2 separate regions of the Gossypium hirsutum genome follow, and region 1 is linked to region 2. Evidence: chromatin contacts called from public Hi-C data. All regions are on one chromosome and are shown on one strand. The core of a region is the stretch at or near the end of the contact, and the rest is flanking DNA. Distances in the headings are between cores, read along the strand shown.

The links. A called contact is a pair of places that touch in the nucleus more often than the background predicts.
Region 1: a contact with region 2 is called in a Hi-C map of leaf, with 5 times the contacts expected there. The contact joins the promoter of LOC121219433 here to the enhancer-like site in region 2. A contact is called at or near these places in 17 of 34 Hi-C or Micro-C datasets (anther, callus, hypocotyl and 3 more).

The regions. Positions count from the first base shown.
Region 1 is chrD07:16,722,948-16,727,224 of Gossypium_hirsutum_v2.1, forward strand. It overlaps LOC121219433 (BEL1-like homeodomain protein 1), which reads left to right and starts at 2,320. Exons shown (of 5, transcript XM_041097608.1): 1 at 2,320-2,556; 2 at 2,961-4,033. The coding sequence starts at 3,140.
Region 2 is chrD07:16,647,851-16,652,136 of Gossypium_hirsutum_v2.1, forward strand. It overlaps the pseudogene LOC121219432. Among protein-coding and RNA genes, the nearest start is that of LOC107954107, 16 kb to the left of the region's middle. Within about 2 kb of position 2,976, at least 4 of the 9 cell types and tissues checked have an H3K27ac peak or open chromatin away from gene starts, as enhancers often do. A contact at or near this core is called in hypocotyl and leaf, where this site is marked.

The DNA of each region.
Region 1 (4,277 bases), core at 1,070-3,569, 74 kb after region 2:
CAATATCAAAACAGTTTGGAGGAATTAATTTGTTGAGAAAGTAGTTAAGCAGTTAAATCAGTTGCTTAAGTTCTTTGCTTAGCCTATAAAATCAGGTTTATGCACATTCTAATTGATGCACAAAATGAGCTTCTTTTCTTTGTTTTCTACTTATTGGTTCGTTTCTGTTTTGCCTGTTATCTCCGGCTATATTCTTCGTGTCATTTCTACACATAACGGTCAATATTTGGCACATTAATAGTGTATATTTTTTATTCCATAAATAACCTTGAAAAATTATCGTAATTTACTATAATAGAACAAATAAATTATAAATTTTATTTTGTGATAATTGTATCAACTTTATTCTATTATGTGAAGTAATAAATATAAATTTATTACTATAAAAGTATGTTAAATTATTAATTAATATAAATTTATTTTATTATATTTTATTATTTAGTATGGAATATGAAATTATATGTATTAATCATAATTAAAATATATGAATAATAAAAATAAATAAAAATATAATCAATAAAAATGTAATTAATTATTAATAAAATTATTATTTTAACATAAATAAAAATTTAATATATATATTTTATTATTTAGTATGGAATATGATTTTTTTATCCTATTTAATTAATTTAATTTAATTTCCTCAATAGTCTTTTTCTAATCTCATCTTAGCACTACAACTGTAATGAAATCCAAACACATATTTCACCACTAATTTTAATCTCACCGCTACAGTAACTAATCTTATCACCATCGTTTTTTTTTAACCTCACCATAGTCAATCTTACCGATGACCCAAAGGAAGCCTTAAGGTCATTACTGTGGTTGAAAAAATAAAATGAATTGGATCAAGGTCAAAGTTCGATCTTAATGTTAGTTGTAATCGTTTTACAATATTAAAATTAATTAGATTGAAATATGTCAAATGTTCATGTGTTTTTACTAAATTTGAAATTTAGCACTTATACCTTCATTTCTAGGAATTTAGTTCTTCTACTTTTTTTATTTTATTTCAAAATTCAGGTCCAACTGTTAATATTATTAAAATCATTTTGTTAAATTCAAGTTCATTACACTGTCAAATTTTTAGTTAAAATGCTACCACATGATTTTTTTTATTATTTTAAAATGTCACACAACAAATTTAATAGAAAAAATAACAGTGTTAACAATTAGACTTGAATCTTAAAATTTGAAAAATAGATAGATTAAATTCTTGGAAATAAAAGTACAGAGACTAAGTTCCTAATTTATGAAGAGTACAGGAACCTATGACATAATTTAACCTAACAATAAAAAATATAAATAACTTTTTGAAAAATATATTATCAAGAAAAAATCAAAGACATGGTAAGAACGAAATTCATTTTTTAATTAAAAAATGGACAAAAAATAAAGAATTAATTTTAATTGATTTTTAGTTAACTTAATTTATATAATTAAATTATCGAACCAATTGATTAGCTATAACTGGTTTTACAATCATGGTAAAAAATAGATATAGTTAGCTTTCATTGTTGTTATTCACATTAACAAAGATGCCAGTAAATGTCAAGGTTGATTTCATGTAAATTAGATTTCTTTTGAGATGCTGTTGAGTAATTAATAGGGTTGGTGTATTAAGTAACTAGTAAAATATAATTGTGTGTTTTAGATCTTTGCATACCACTGCTACCACAAATATAAATTATAAAGGACAGAAGAAAAGGCAACTGATGGACAAAGCTTTAAAAAAGGCAACAAAGAGATGAACCACTTCTCTAACTCTTACTCCTACTCCTACTCCTACTGTTGGTCATTATTGTTAAAGCCTTCTCTAGAAATTGATATTTCCTTGTGTTTTTCAGCTGCCCCATTCTTTTAACATCTTTTTTCTTCTTTGTCATAATATACAGTTGCATGTATGGGAATTTTTAAATAAAGGGTAAAGGGTTCCGAGATTTAAATTTGAGATTTAATAACGAATAACTTAGTTGACTTGCATATAGTGTTATATATATATAATACTTACATCTTTTTAAGTACACTTTGCGATTTACCAACCATAATACCTCACAGACACACACAGTAAGTACCACACTCTTCATATGCATAGACTGTTTGCCAGACATCATATTTATTCATTATCGTGATATGAATAAAATGATTATATATAGATGTGAAACATTTGAGTTGGATTATGATTATAGTTTTCATTTGGTTCCTAGCCAAGCCTGTTGCTCGCACCTAATTGGAGATAAGATTAAAAGTAAGTGTACAAAAAGCAAAAACAATGTATCAAACAGTGATTGTTTTCCTTTTTAAATAGTTCAACCTCAAAACCCCATTTAGAAACCAGCAAAAGCCTGATATTAGAGGGTATCATTTCTTTTTCTTTTTCTTTGCTTTCATACTTGCAATCTTGAAACCTCATCTCTCGCCTTTCTCTTTCTTTGAGTTATATTTATGCGGTGAAAAAGGCAGAAAAATAACAAAGAGTCTGAGTCTGACAAGGTCATCAAAACCACCAAAAGCTTGAAAAGATTTCTTCCATGACAGACATTTAGACAGAAACGTGTGAGTTGCCAGATGCATATCCTCTCCTTCTCTTGTGTTTTCTTGCCATAATTGGACTGTAAATTTTGTACTAGTTTCCTTTTATCTCATGGGTTCTTTTCCCTGTTTCCCCGTTTCTTTTCTAATTTTTTTCAGAAGTTGAAGATTATTATTATTTTTATTTTGCTTTGATGAGCATATCTATTATCCCGATACCTTAAAATTGTTTCCTTATCTTTCCCTATCTTTCTCTTTCTATACATAAACAACTTTCTTCAGTATTTTATATCTCTCTTCTTTTGTCATCTTCTATCAAAGTATTCACTCAGTTTTCTTTCTTTTAATTATTTCCAAGTTACAGTTTCAGATCAGGATTGCTAAGCTTCTCTCCTTATTTTTGCTGTGGGTTTCCCTTTCTTTTACAGGTTATTAAGTTAAGAAAAAGCAAGAATTGAACATCAAAATGGGTTGATTTCTTGACTTCAAGTCAAGCTCTAGTCTTCTCTTCGCCAAGTTCCTTGGAGATTTTATTTAACAAGAAGAATTTTGCAGTTCCCGTATACTGCAACAAGTGTCTTTTTTTTTTAGGGGCTTTCAAATCAATATGGCGACGTACTTTCATGGGAGCTCAGAATTCCAAGCTGCTTCAGTTGCTTCACCTGATGGGATGCAAACGCTCTATCTCATGAACCCCAACTATATACCCTACTCTGACACAAACCAACCATTTGCTGCCACTAATCTGTTCTTCTTGAACCCCGCCGGCAACGCGCTAAACCCTTCAAGCTTTCCCCACACGCCACCACCCAACTATCACCACCTCCTTGGCCTCCCTCTTCCGACACCCACCGCTTCGATCGTACCGGCCAATTCCAATGAAACCCACCGTCCATCATCCCTTCATGGTATAGTCTCCGGTGTTCATTATAACTCATGGGGATCAAGTTCAACTATTGATCATCAGACTTCATCAGCAAGTACCTATCCTCAGATTGTGTCGACTGCTGTAGATAACTCGGCCGCCAGGCCCCATGATGTTGCGTCGCAGTTGCGGCCGGTGGTGGTTTCACCAAGGCAAGGCTTGTCCTTGAGTCTATCATCCCAACAAGTTCCTTGTAGTTCAAGTACCGTTGAAGCAGATCATATCCAAGGACAAGTTCCAACTATGTCACCAGCAGCTGCTGATGAAATGAGGATATCTGGGAATTCACCGTCATCGGCTTCTGTTGTTTCGAATGGGATTCCAGGGGTTCAAAGTGTGGTTTTGGGATCAAAGTACTTGAGAGCAGCACAAGAGCTTCTCGATGAAGTTGTTAATGTGGGGAAAGTGATAAAGCCTGAGGTGTCTGAGGGGACCAAGGAGAAGATAAAGGCGGACAAAGAACCGGTAGGTTCAAGTGCTGGTGAAGATGGGGCTCAACGTGGACCTGAGCTCACCACCGCACAAAGACAGGAGCTTCAAATGAAGAAGGCAAAACTTGTCAGCATGCTCGATGAGGTTCGCTTATCTTTTCCCAATCCCCATCATGTATTTTCGAAGCCAACACGCATCAAAGACCCCCATCATTAATATTTCCCAACAAATCTTTGTACTGAAACCATAATTTACCACGCAAAATAGAGATATATTATTCTTACACTTCCATGCAGGGAAAGAAAGATTTCAGATATTTCTGCAACAGTTTTAAGCTACCCATAATGGAAATGTTACTAGTGTATAGTATTATACTACTACCTAGAGA
Region 2 (4,286 bases), core at 1,726-4,225:
CCAGGCAAGTTAGCTAAGTGGTGAGCTCCAAAGCCCAGTGTTCCAGCTAAAAATGTTGCCAATCCCCTGTTTAAGCCTTTGCCAAGAGTTGCTCCTACATTAAAACAAACAAGCTTTCATGTTTTGGACGTAATTTTCCAGACTCGGTTGATTCATGTGATGTGATCATTTTAGAGGCTTACCTACAGAGAACTCAATGACGACAATGACAGTTAAAACAGCCCACATTGCTGAGCTGCCAAAGCCAACATATAGATGATCAAAATAGTAGAAGAGTGAGACGAGGGTGATGGCTAATCCTACTTTAAACGAATGAACAATTCTTCTAGGATCATCTTCTGCTACTTTCTTCATTTTCCCTGGAAATTCAGCCACCTTGCTTCTTATTTTCACTATCGAGTCCTTAACCAACGCCAACCGACTGTTTGCCGACCTCCCTTCTACTACTACATTGGCTTCCATTGTCAAGCCAAAGGGGAGCAATATTGATGAATGAAACTCTAAGTGGGGTCGTATATTTATAGCTGTTTATAAAGAGAGATGCATCAATCATAGTAGCGTGATATTGTAACAGAGAGACAAATGAATATAAAGGAAGGAACGCGGAGTTTGGCATCTTAGGTTGTCAATTTGAACAACCAAGTACCTGGAAAGTTCAATCACTGGCTGCCCAGCTGGAGACGTCACTGACAGGGACCTTTCCTCTCAATTAGGTACTTTCAGGGTCTTGCAACGATGATTTGCTTACACCATAGTAGTAACACAGCTGGCCAATGTTCAATAGATAAATTACACAAAGATATTCATATTATGGGCAGTGATCACTAACGCACTAGCTGCCGACTCTATTAAAGGTCCGCGTGTGCTATTTTACAACTTTCTTGGTGGTAGGAGGTAACCTGTTAGGTATTTACACGCACAGTAAGATAATGTGTGCATTTGTTTTGAATTCTTAAGACTTTATGTTCTATTTTAAATAATTTTATTTCATAATTAGATCTAAAATGTTTTATATTTATATAATTTTAATAAATTGATAACTTATATTATATAAATTTTAATATTTTTGTGGATTTATATACATATCATATCATTCCAACATAAACGTACCAGTCTTTTTTTAGATAAGCTTATAGCCTTATTTGTTATACCTATGGGGTTCAGAATTGTTAGTAGAAATAGCTAATATCTGGAGCCCTTAATATGACGTATTATATATTTTTTTATAAAATTGAAATTAATAATTTGTGAGGTTTGATATTAAACTATGATTACATAAATTATGGATCACCTTTCCAAACTTAGTGCAATTTTTCAAAAGACATTTTCAACCCACAAAATCAAGATGGTTCTGGAGCAAATCATGTATAATTATGAGTGTGGTTATTTGGTACACTAATAATGTTTTTTTTTTTGTTTTTGTTTTATAAGTAGTTTCAAAAAAATGATATATATATATTTTAATGTTTTACTATATTCACATTTGTCAACCCCTAATTTATGAAGTATAAAGATTCCACCGTTAGTGTATTAAATAATTTCCTTAATCACAAATATAGTTATAATTTTTAAGCATAATTATTTATTTGACCCTTCAATTTTACAAAAATAAAAAAAATTCATTTTAACTCTTCATTTAATTTTTCGCCTCTTTTAACCATTAAACTTGTATTGTTTGTCAATTCATCCCAAATGGATGAAAAAGTCAACGTTTGCTAACTTTCCTGATGTGGCATCCACGTGGCAATCCACATGTATGCAATTAATTATTTTTTAAAATTAAAAATATTTAAAAAATAATTTTATATAATTTCTATTTTTAAAATAATTTTTAAAAATTTTAAAAATTTTAAACTTTAAAAAATTAATTACTCACTGATGTGGCATCCGCGTGGTTCATGTGGTAATCTATGTGTATGTTACGTCAACAAAATTAAAAAATATTACATTTTCCATATATTTTGGGGTGATTGAACAAACAACGAAAATTCAAAAACTAAAAAAAATAAAATGAAAAGAAAAAATAACTTTTTTTTATAAAGTTAAAGGTTCTATTTACCTATTTTTAAATGATTTCAACATTGAAATATTGATTGTTTTTTTTAAACATGGAGTTCTTTACTTTAAGTAAATAAGAAAGTGGTTGTGGTATCACACCCATAAGTATAATAATTAAAGAGTCCAAATACGTAAGTATGGAACATGTATGATGCATAAAAAATACAAAGCAATTAAAATCATTAATATAATACATTAAACACGTATTATATATCATATATAAATTTGAAATATTTAATAATTTATGATTATGATATTTTGAAATAACATTAACTCGGGTAAAAGTATTAAGGAAATCTTGTAATTAGATGTTGTATTTTAGTCTCTACTAAATAAATTAGTCATTATACATTTCGAAATGCACAAATTAGTTCTTTATTAAAAAAATTTTTAATAGAAAGACAAAAACATGTATAGAAGATTTCCTAATACTTTTACCGACCAACTCACTTTCAAAAGAGAGCAAAGAGAGGACAAGAGTAAAAGACAATAAAAAAAAAGCCCAAAGCAAGATTCAAAACAGATGGCCACACACAAAACCATCAACAAAAATTAAGACAACAAGCTCTGCTCTCTCGTATAGCCATGGAGCTAGCCAAAAAGCCCCTTTGAGTTTCCAAGCAGAAAACAATGAAACAACAAGCATTAAGGTGGCTCAATCAACAACATGCATTACTATCTCTTAGAGAAAGTAAGCTTTGGATATCTAGAGGAACAGGGATGCTAGACTATAAACCAATGGAAACCCTTATGGATCTTAGTGTCAAGTTTGTTCCAAATCAAGGGGAGCCCCTAAAAGATCCTAATCAATATTCAAAGGTTGGTTGGGGAACTTATTTTCTAAGGATGTGTTGGGGAGTAAGGTTAATGTGCATGTGAACGGTTAACTCAGACCCAATCTAATTTGGGCCTTAAGTTGAAGTTGATAGCCATAGAATGTATGAGTTGGACTTCTTTCAACTATTTTCCTGTCGGACTAGTTAGAGGTATTTAGGGGTACTAAAATAGAATAAGAATTGAACTAATTTCAACAATATGTAAAAAGATTGAAGATAGTGAAACTGTACTTTATGTTATTCATTTTTATTTAATATTAAATTTTTATTATATATATTATAATTTAGATTAAACAAGAGTAAAAAATACTTACCAAGGGTTAGCCCAGTTCTAGCGAAGTGCGTAGAGCCAGTTGAACTGCTCGACTCCATCAACAAATATAATACTAGCTAAAATTTTGGTTTAAAATTTCTGAACAGCTTAAATGGCAATTATATTTATGAGTTGGACTCTGACAATGACTTTGATTTGGGAGCTATAATAATTTTCCTTATAAACTAGGACCAAAAAAAGTTTTTAAAGAAATGATTTACTAAGTAACAGAAGAAAGACTACAATATCATGGGTTTTAAATAGGCCTAATTCTGCTCCCACTCCCTATGCTTTGAACATTTCAAAATTTAGTCCTACTATTTTTCTCTTTACTCTTTTGGTTTAACAATTAAAATCCAATGAATAAGGCTATCAAAGAAATTCTATTAAATTAGACCATCTAACCTTTTAAAAATTAAAAAGTTGCTCAAGTGGCATATTCAAAATGTAGCACAAGTCATGTAAGGAAAAAAAACAGTAACTTTCATTTGCTTTTTTGAAATAGTGCTTACAAACTTAGATTTAACATTTTTTTAATTTTGAGCAATTTTTTTTATTTTAAAAATGTCACGTAATTTTCTTTAACATAATTTGTTTATGATATTATTAATTAGACTTCAATTATAAATTAAAAATTAATCGAATGAAATGTAAAAAAAAATTAAATGAGAGAATTAAATCTTGAAATATCATCATGAAGTAATAATAGAAGTTAAAAGTAAAAAAACAAAACCCAAAGAAAGAAAGAAAGAAAGAAAGAAAATAAACAATTCATGGAGTGCGAGTATGACCTTGTATTACACATAGGGACAATCTATGACATGTGTGGCCTTTGTAAACTGACTACTTTTTCAGAATTTGTTGGTGCAGTATCTCATCACTTTTTACTAATATTATATATATTGTCCAGACTTTGTGAAGCACCACCAAGCCTCCTAAACCATGTAGAATGCACATATGTAAATATTCCTAAAGTTCATTTGTTTAGTTAAGTATTTTTATAAGCTTTTCTAATCATTAATGGCCATAAAATAAAATATTTTGTTCTTAAAGAAGGGAGGGAGCTTGAGAAGTAGGCC